Regions from separate parts of the Columba livia genome. Here region 1 is linked to region 2. Evidence: chromatin contacts called from public Hi-C data. All regions are on one chromosome and are shown on one strand. The core of a region is the stretch at or near the end of the contact, and the rest is flanking DNA. Distances in the headings are between cores, read along the strand shown. Region 1 holds the start of PLCE1 (phospholipase C epsilon 1). Region 2 overlaps PLCE1 (phospholipase C epsilon 1).

The links. A called contact is a pair of places that touch in the nucleus more often than the background predicts.
Region 1: a Hi-C map of crop shows a contact between it and region 2, with 7 times the contacts expected there. The contact joins the promoter of PLCE1 here to the enhancer-like site in region 2. A contact is called at or near these places in 2 of 2 Hi-C or Micro-C datasets (crop and liver).

Annotation. Positions count from the first base shown.
Region 1 is chr6:20,789,825-20,794,648 of bColLiv1.pat.W.v2, forward strand. PLCE1 (phospholipase C epsilon 1) reads right to left here and starts at 3,338. Exons shown (of 33, transcript XM_065067458.1): 1 at 3,134-3,338.
Region 2 is chr6:20,749,659-20,755,130 of bColLiv1.pat.W.v2, forward strand. The region is part of intron 2 of PLCE1 (phospholipase C epsilon 1); the gene reads right to left. Among named protein-coding and RNA genes, the nearest start is that of PLCE1, 41 kb to the right of the region's middle. Within about 2 kb of position 3,078, at least 1 of the 3 cell types and tissues checked has an H3K27ac peak away from gene starts, as active enhancers do.

The DNA of each region.
Region 1 (4,824 bases), core at 2,088-4,587, 40 kb after region 2:
AGGGTGTTGGTCTCTTCTTCAGAGTAGCAAGTGATAGGACAAGAGGAAATGGCCCCAAGTTGCGCTAGGGAAGGTTCAGATTGGATATTAGGAAACATTTCTTCATGGAAAGAGCCATGAAGCATTGGAACAGGCTGCCCAGGGAAGTGGTGGAGTCACCATCCCTGGAGGTGTTTAAAAGATGTGTAGATGAGGTTCTTAAGGACGTGGTTTAGTGCCTGAGTTAGGTTATGTTTGGACTTGATGATCTTAAGAGTCTCTTCCAATCAAAATGATTCTATGATTCTATAACTTGAGGTAAACATTTCCAGTCATTATAAATCTACCACAATCCTTCATGAACAGTTAAACTGTCACTTTCCAATATGTGTCTTGCTTCTATACTGGATTTCAATATAGATTCAAGTCACTGGATCGTAATATTTCATATTTGTCTTAAATAGAACAGCCCTTTAATACAAGAAATACCCTATTCTATAGGTACTTACAAATGATGCTCAGATTGTTTCTCAACATTATTTTGGATGACCTAAACACATTTTTTTTTTCTCATTTCACAAATCTCCCAAACCTCAAACTTCCTTATAATCTCTCTCATGAACCTGTTCTACGATTTTCAGTAAATACAGTTTTCAGTATTTTTGATTCTGCAGTAGGGCTTTCATGTTTCTTGAACTCAAAGTTTGTTGTGTTTTTTTTTTTCTTGTTAAATTGCTGGAACTCTGGCTTGAACATCACACTTCACTGGTAAAGAGGCATCACACTAAAGCAGTGTGAACTGAGAGGACCAGAAATGCACTGTCTGGTCTGCAGTTACGAAGTCTTAATAACAAACTCCTTACCACATAAGAAAATAGGATTGAACTCATTACAGTACATTAGATTAATAACTCAATATGGCATAACACAAATAAATTATATTTAGATGACTAAGAATGATTGATTTTACTAAATCTGTGCAAATTTATGCACAGACTAGACATGATCTTTCATGACTTGGGCATTTCTCTCTGAAGCATTTCCTAATACACAAAATGCTGCGTCTGTTTCTGGTTTCACCTTGTTTGTTTCATTGCTCCCAGATTTGTTTACGCATTTTTCATTTTGGTTTTGTAACAACCACAAACATTGGTTGTTTACCATTGACTTTTCACAGGATGAGATACCACGGATCACAGATAATTATCTCTAGTTGGAAACGCATGACTTCTTAAACTACATAATGGTCACTGCTTTGCAGTAATCGCTAAGTGGCTCTTTCATAATGGGCAGGTTCTCTGATCCCCTTTCAAATATACAAATATATAAAACGTACAGGATTGAAACATTTAGAAAACTTTTGTTATATAAACACAATAGCAAGTCCAGTTCTGCTCTTCACACAAGCACCTGTGAAACACGAAATGTTTGACTGTTCCTTGAAGCCCAGCTGATCTTTTATGCATTTCTCTACCACCGTATCCAACTCTTACACTTCCTTCATCAGAAGCACACTTCACAGGCTCCTCTCTGCATCATCTGTGCTGGTGGCATCCCAAGACTGTGCAGCAGAACTGATATGTATCAGTCCCAGACACTTTGGTCCTGATCCTACAAACACTTAAGCAAAACTACTTTTGTAAGTGTTTGCAGACTTACAGTCTTTGTAACTCAACCACACTTCACTGAGCAGGCCAGAGAGAAGTCTGGAGCTGGAAGGAAGGCATCTGCCTTTCGTGCCTGGGTGCCAGGGCCTGCAGTGCCCACAAAGAGTGCTTAAAGCCCACAAGAGGGGCTCAACAAGACCCACTGAGTGGGGAGAAACGTCACCACTGCCGCTTACAACCAGAGGCTCCTTCCGACAGATCTCCTGTGAGCTACACTGCTCTTGTCAATTAGCCAGGCTCTAATAAAAAAAAAATAAAAATAAAAACCACACCACCGCAACTGTTTGTACAATCGCAATGAGTAAAAAAAAAGAGAACATAGAAAGTGAGGGATTATTTATAAAAATTTATATCTTGTGGGATAAGAACAACCCACCCCAGTTTGCTTTTGTATTTAGGATTTTCTTGAACCCTCCCGGAGGAAGAGGGGGAGCCCCGAAGCACAGGGCAGGCAGGGAGGGCGCCGGCAGCGGGGGCCATCGGGTCCCGCCCGGGGCTGCGGAACGTGGCCGAAAGCGAAGCCCCCGCCCGGGCACGGCTTCAGTGAGCAGCCCTCCGCGGCCCCCGCCGGAGCCCGAGGAACCGGGACCGGGGAGCCGGAGCCCTGCCCCTGGGAGCCCTTAGGGCAGGCGCCAGCCTCGCTCGGGAGCCGGGGAAGGGGCCCGTGAAAGCGGGCGGGGGCGAGCTGGGGACGCACCTTTCAGCGTCCCCCCGGCATCTTCCTCCTCCTCGGGCCGGCCGTCGACTCCAGCGGCGGCAGGGCCTTGGCGGCGGAGCGGTCTGCGGGACGGGACAGTCCCCGGCTCCGCAGCGCTCCGCGGCCGCCGCTGCCCGGGGCGGCGGAGCGATCGAGGCGCCTGCCCCGGCGGGCCGGGGGCGGGGGCTGCGGGCGCGCACCGCCCCGCCGGGTCGATGGAGGGAGGAGGTGCCGCGGGGCAGCGCCGCCGGCTGACTCAGCCGTGGAGCCGCCGGGGCGGGTTCCCCCGGGACCGCCCCTCCTCAGCGGCGGGGGAGAGGGGGAGATCCCCCCGCCAGACGGCAGTCCCCGCTGGGCTCGTCCTCCGCACACGCGAGAGGCGGGATGCGGGCCAGCCCGTCGCGGGCAGCTCCTCCTCGTCCTGCCCCATGGCAGCCCCGCGCTCGCACAGGCACTGCGGGGCGGGGGCACGAGGGGCTGCAGCGCACGGGGGTTTGCAGCCCCCACAGGCGAGGCGCTCGTCCCGCACCGCGAGGGCTGCGCACCCGCCGCAGCACCGGGATGCGCGGTCCGCGGCGGCTGCCCGCTGCCGCTCCGCTCCCTCCGGGCGATCCACGTCCTATAAGTTTGGCGGGTAACCCTGCCTGCAGTACCCCTGAACGCCACAAACTGAGCTGCTGCTCTCCCCGGTGCGCGTGTGGCTTCTCATGAAGGACCAGACAGCGCCCACAGAGGGGATCCCCGAAGCCAGAAAGCGCACCCCAGGAGTCACCCGCGAAGATCCTCCTACCTCCCGCCAACGGGCAGCATCGCCCAAGCGCCCCAGCCCTGCGCCTCCGCACCGCTGAGTAACGGCGCCGTCCCCCGCGGCGGGAGCCGGTCCAGCGCCATCGCCGTGCGCGCCCTCCGAGCCGGGGCGGGGGCGGGCCGGGCCGCGGCTGCCTCACCGCATCGGAATGCTGCCCCCCCAGCAGCAGCACCCGCACAAGGTGCTGGTTCCCCCGCGGCAGCGGAAACAAGGGCTCGATTGAGCAGCGCAGCCACAGCCCCTGCCCGGTGCCCGCTGCCAGCCATTATCTCTGGAGAGAGAGAGCGGAGCTCGGGAAAGGGAGGGGGAAATACCGCACTGTTTCCACCGGTGCTGTGGAAAACTAACTGCGGTTAACTGCGGTTTTGGTCAACTCAGCTGTGCATCTTTGCATGCGACCTCTTCCACGCAGAGTACAACACGAAGAAAAAGCAGTATCATAAGTTTTCATTTTAAAGGCAGCATTCTCATTTTTAAACAGGCAAGTTGGCAATGGATGTGTTATTTTGGACATTTTTATGTGAAGGGCACCAATTCTCATAACTAAGGTATGTGGAAATTGTGTCCCAGGACAGGGCTGTAAAACTTACAGTTAATTTACCTCCTTCCCTTCCAGTGTAAGGAACTTGTAGTACTATTTTCTAAGGGAAAAACAAATCCTAACGCTTGAAAGTGAGATTTATTACTTTATGTTCTACTCTCTTACCTCAGCAAACACTCCAGACTTCGTTACAATAATTGTCTTGTGGGGATAATACAAGTACAATCATATTGATGCCTTGTAGATAGTAATCACAGCAGAGGAAGTCTGTTAGCAGTTCAACAAATACATCAAAAGTCAATGGTGTTATCCACTGAAAGTACAGAAGTTACGTATCTTCAAAAAGTTTATATTGGGGGGAGGTGGGGGGGTGTAGCAAATTAGGTCAGATATAATGTCATTGTATTTATTAACTTACTATTTCCTGGCTTTAATATCTACTCTGACTGTTTCAGTGGTTTACACGTTCTGATAATTAAATGAGTGAAAGAAAATACATCCACCTTAGTAAAGTACCTTGATCTTTCTAGCAGTGTAATGTCAAAATCATTTATTGCTTGGGAGACATGAGACATGGCCAATTGGAATTAATACAGTTAATTAAGTCAGAATGTTGATTATTCTATACTGAAATATAGTACACGTTTGATAAAATCCAGGTTCTACAAAAAAAAATTTAATATTCCCTTTGCCTCCAGCGTGGCCTGGATTTCATTCACTGCATGTAGTACCCAAAAAATGCCATAATACAATATTTTACAAAAAGTCAAATTTAAGTAGACAATCTTTTCAAATTCCTGCTCTGTCTGATCTGTATATTTTTCAGTACACCCATATATTCATATACTGAATATTGACCCAATTCAATTAATACTACCTGTGTGTACTTCACATTTTGTGAGTGTCAGAGGTATAGGAGTTACTTCATAACAAACCATAGAATGTATTTTCAGCACTACAATAGTAATAATTAATTACCCTGTAAACACACAGGCAACAGGAACTTTTCCATGGAAGTTTTTTCCAGTTTCTTCTTTTCCAGTTGTTTTAAAGAGTGCAGGAAAGTTATTATCACGTTATTCCACTGGAAAATGTATATAAATTTTCCTTCACGGTGTGTTCATACTATTTT
Region 2 (5,472 bases), core at 1,828-4,327:
CAGCATTTTCAGATAGTGTTTCAGTGGAATTTATGCCCAGATTTTTAAACTGGACTCCTAAAAATCAAACCTGCAAATCCCTAAGACTTCTAAATGTTGCTGGTCTGATTATGAGAAACACAAGCCCTTCAGCATCTCTAAAATCATTATTTTTTTTTTTTACCCAGTAGACCAATAATGAATTTTTGGTGTCTAATTTAAATGCCTGTATTTAAAATTTTTGCTGTAACTTTTTTTGAATAGTACTGAAGCACGAATTCTACCTTCAAAAAAATATAATGAGTATTCCTGTATAAGCAAAGCTTTCTCACATGAGCCACCTCTGGTTTTGGAGGATCAGCTCTGATAAAGAACAGTTCAAACCTTTCTGACTGATGTCAGTCAGATTGTTTGCATCTGTCCATGGTATTTGGCTACAACAAAAGCACCATACTAGACATCATGTCAACAGCCAGTTGGACAGTAGCAACTTGCAACAATTAGAAAACAGGCCAGTCTTTGAACCAGGGATCTACAAGGTCTCATGGTCCTAGAGCCATTTGCTCCAAGCAAGTCCCACAATCAGACTTGACTCAGGTAGGAAACACAAAACAGAATTTCCTTTATGCCCTTCATTCTTACCTAGGTCGTGTGTTAATAAATAGAGAGGATCAACAGCTGGACCACATGTACACACTAATAAGAAGATCCTGAACAGAGGATGGAAGAGAAAATCAGGTAATGTTCTTCAATAAGCAGATATTCTGTGCTAAACTGGTATTGGTGATTTGCTTATACAATATATAAGCTAAAAATACAAAAGCACAAAAGTTAAAACTTCATAATGTTCAGCGGTAACAACACTGCCATCTTACAAAAACAGTATTGTTTCAAATTTCCCGTTAATAACTTGTCAGCACTTAATCTAATTTTATGGACCTTTCTTATTAGGAAAAAAAATCATAATAATATGGTTTTCAGTGTTACACAATAATGATTAATCTATTCTAGACAAATACACTACAAACTACTTATTTTCCCACAATGGTAACCTTGACAGTTCATTAAGAAGTTGTTTCCCAGCATTAAGGGGTCTTAAAGACTTTAATGGCCAAACATTTTGGCCTAACAGCATGGCAAGGGTTTGTTCAAAAAATGAAGATTTGGAAAACTTGTTCTACTACCCTGCAAGCAAGCTGTGCCATCCAGCCCCTGCTCACCTAGCAGCTGCAGCTTCTCCACATCCCTGGGACAGCTGTGGGGTTCCCTCCCACACAGCTGGAGCTGACACAGGCACAAACAGCACAGACAGAAGCTCCAGGATGTGATCTGGGATGACCCTAAGAGACAAGTAGCTCAGGTTTGCTAACACAAGGAACAGAATTTTCTTTTCCCCTTCTTTAAATCCGGACATAAAATGGTGGATGCGGAGGGTGTGTGAGCCCCTGCAATGACTCTGCCCAGGTCACCAAGGTTTCAGCAAACCACAGTTTTAGTGGGGCTGGACCCTGGGCTTCAATGCCCTCAGGCCACTCAGAGTGTTGAAAGAAATCAGTGTGCTTGACAAGAGGACCACATAGTGAAGAAGGCAGCAGTTTAAAATCTGAAGTTTAAAGATACACACACTGCAGGTTGGAGGGCAGAGGAGGCAACAAAACAGGACAATATGGACATGGCTGGGGCAGAGGTATAAGTTAGACTACAGGATAAAGATACAACACATACGAAGTTTTTAATTTTCATTTCTTTAAAAAAAATGAAACCAAATTATGGTCTGGATTGTTTTAGATTTGGGCCAACCTAGTATTTATCAACAGAACATGATGCAAATAATGTCGGTCAAAAACTACAACACTTGATCCAGCCAAATCATGGGCTCAGTCACGGGTTTCCAAACTGTGGTGCACATACTACTAATGATACACACCTAAGCAACCTAACAATTCTTCCATGTGCACATGTTAAGTACTGCCGCTAGCCTGATAATGGTAACATATGAAACAGATATACTTGGAAGCTCTGCCCCTCATCTGCAGGAGAGAGGTGGAAGTCCATGTGGAGACTCAAGATATCAATTGCAGTGCTGAATTTTCTGACATGCATCATCTTAGTCTTCTAACAAACTTTATTATTCTAAGCTTTCCAAAATTAAGTTTCATTATTTCTATTTCATTATTTGATTTCATTTGTTACCCAGATAAGAAATTGAAACTGATTTTTATCAAAACCAAAACTCAGTAACTCTGCTTGCAGATTTGAATTTTTTAAACCAGCAACCAATTTAAGATAGTATGTTATTTTCATCAGATATTTTCCATAGCAGAAAATATACCCAGCAAAAAAATCCTATAAAACATCATCTAATTAAAACCCCAAGAAGCTAGCAAAATAGCCCAACTACTGAGCCTTGCCACACACGCTTGGCTTTGGCACATCAAGTCTTGCCAGAGTGCCTCAGTTCATAATGGTTTAGAAATCAGATGACGACGAACAATGTCTCTCCAAATTCTTTTAATTTTCTTTTTGTTTCTACTTGAAAGTGCAACTTTTGTACATAACCATCCTAATAGTACGATCACTGGTTTACATGTCTTAGTTGCATAGAAAAACAGTAAAACCTTTAGTTCTGGTTAGGTTTGGAAATAAGATTTTGTTGTTGTTTTTTGCTCTCTACATTTCTGAAGTCCTAACACTCAAAGGACTCTTTGTCAACTCTCTCTTTTCTTTTCCTCCCAAGCTTTTCCTAAAATTGGCTGCTTTTCACTAGTTCTTTCAGTTAACTACCTTTCATATCTCATTAGCAAATTGTGCCCAGTACTGTTATATCAATTTCCACTTCTTTTACTTAATGAAAAATGTTTCTTTCAGTTTTTGTTCTCTTGGATCCACTGAGTCACCACCACATGGGTATTTCCTGTGAATCTGCTTTCATCTAGGCTGTTGTTTTCCTTGTGTTCCTTTGCAGAACAGAGAAATTAAAATCAAGCAACGATCAGAGGGATCTGGCCACTACTGCCTAATATAAGTACTGATTAGATAATACGTCTTTTTTTCCTGATGAGTACAACAGGAAATCAGTTACAAATGTACTATTCTTTACAACAGTTTGATGAAATGGACATTTAAATTCAGCCAAAAATACCAGCTCTTTTGGAAAGCAAATTGCAGTCTAAAAGTGTAATACTACAACTATGTGCATATGAACCATCCAACATGAAGTTTCAATACTGTTCACTAACCATCCCTGGAAAAAAAAAAATCTCCAAAAAGAACATGGAAAGTAAAAGGACCCCAAAAAACCCCTAAAATGTAAATGTAATAGCTATAAATGGTACAGATGCCACATGTAAATTTGAATGAGCTCAACAAAGCTGGGTGTAACACTAATAGAAGCAGGAGTGCCCATTAAGACCACACAATTGCATGAAGAAGGAATTCCAGCTTTAACTGTCAGACTCAGCCAAGAGCAGGTTGTGAACACTATGAAAAAATACTATGAAGTAGTAGAGAACTAATGGGACATATTTTGAGAAGCCTGCTCTAAGACTGAAGGATAAAAGAGGCTCCATAAAGACCATTGGTCCAGGGAATAGTGAGCAAGCTGAAGGTAAGTTCAAGAACGTAACTAGTGAACGAGAAAAGACAACTACTGATAGGCTTGAAGTAAAAAGAGCAAAACTACTTAGAAGGTGTTATAAAAAACTAGCGTTTTCAAGGCAGGGAGGAGAACAGTCCCCCCTTTCCTTCACAGAATTTAATGAGAAACCCTACAGAGACTTCCAAGGTTAGGAAGCCTAGAAAGAAACAGCAGATCTTGGAGTCATCCACCAAAAAGAACCTGGGGAGAAGGAGCCTGAAAAAGCTATAGGGAAATCAAGACAGTGCAAGCTGCAGGCATGAGTCATTTACAAACAGCAGCAGCTGGACCAAACCCTGAGATAAATGCTATTAAGGATGGCATTTGGAGAAGTCTGCAGGGCCCTAAAAATGGTATGGGATATGGTCTATAAATGGGTTAAGATAAAAAACAGTTGACAGATACCTTACCCAGGGGAGCAAATGCATGGTCCAAGGTTCTGGAGCTGGGACCTTCACCACAGACAAAAGCCCAGCTCTGCTGCTGCTACTCGGTGGTAAGAAACTTGGTTACCTACCAGGTAAGGAATATTTAAAGCCCTCAATCCACGGAGGATCACTGGTCATGGTAGCTGACATGCTATCAACTGTCTCTGACTGTTTTTTTCTGTCATGCCAGAGGGTGCAGACTAAATAAGATCTGACCACTTAGGTCACAGAGAGCACTGAAGCAGAGTGAGGGACAGGCAATGCTGGATTCCACTGAACAGCCTGCTACAAGAATCAATGAGTGATCCTTCCACAATCCTACACAGTGACAACCTCAATTCTGAAGAGAGAAGGCAATATTTTCATCACTATCTATGTAAACACCTTTCATGTTAGTGAAACTCATTTAAAGGTCCCAAAGAATGATGTCTGTAGCCAGGATAAAACATATCCACTATCTGTGTGGATGTGGAGTAAGCTCACTATCAACAAAAAGAAACAGAGTGCATTGCACAAGCCAGTCCTAACAGACAATGTACCAACTCTTCCCCATCTTCCCTGGTAAACCTGCCCTGCTTTATTCTGCAAAAATACATACACAAACTCAGCTCTAAAATTCAAAAATAGTTTGTATGATTACAAAAATGAACAAAACCTCTATCCAAATAAGTCCCAAAAATTTGGGGGGCGGGGGGAGGAGGTTGAACAGGACAAATATGATGTAATGGACAGGTCAATACGTAGATCAGATCAGATAAATCAAAATATTCTCATATGAACACAAAAACTTGGAACGGTTGAAAAATTCCATCACACACACCCAAATTCCCCACACAAAGCTTCACCCTGGTGTTTCCGATGCTGGATTAATTTTCTTGTATCAAATGAGCTCCCTATGTAGCAAAACCTTTGTAATCTGTGAAAGATCTAGGTACAGCAAACAATATTTCATCTACTGAATTTCACCATAACTTCATTTGTAATGGTGCCCAACTTATTTGTTTAAATATTTCATCATTCCATAAAGGTAATTTTAATTCTGAAACAAACCATTGATGCATTTATCTCCTCAGCAGCTAAACCACTGGGAGGAAAAACAGGAAACAGCTGGTCAAAGCTGAAGTGTGATGAGAAATATGTTCAAAACCAAAATAAAAATCACTTAAACCTGATCATAATTTACAAAGGCTGGATCTGCAGTTTTTCCAAACCAATGGCAAAGAAACACTGTGCAAGCTAAACTAAATATTCCATGATTCACAAATGCTTGCTGAAGATGAAAGTGTGAAGAACTTTGTGTGCTCAAAGGAAGCATTCAAACCCTTGTAAGTCCATCTCCAACCTGTTGGTTAAATGAAAAACAAAACACACCTCTATTTCTGGACTGCCAGGGAATAATAAAAAGTAATATGCTGCTGGTTTATTTAT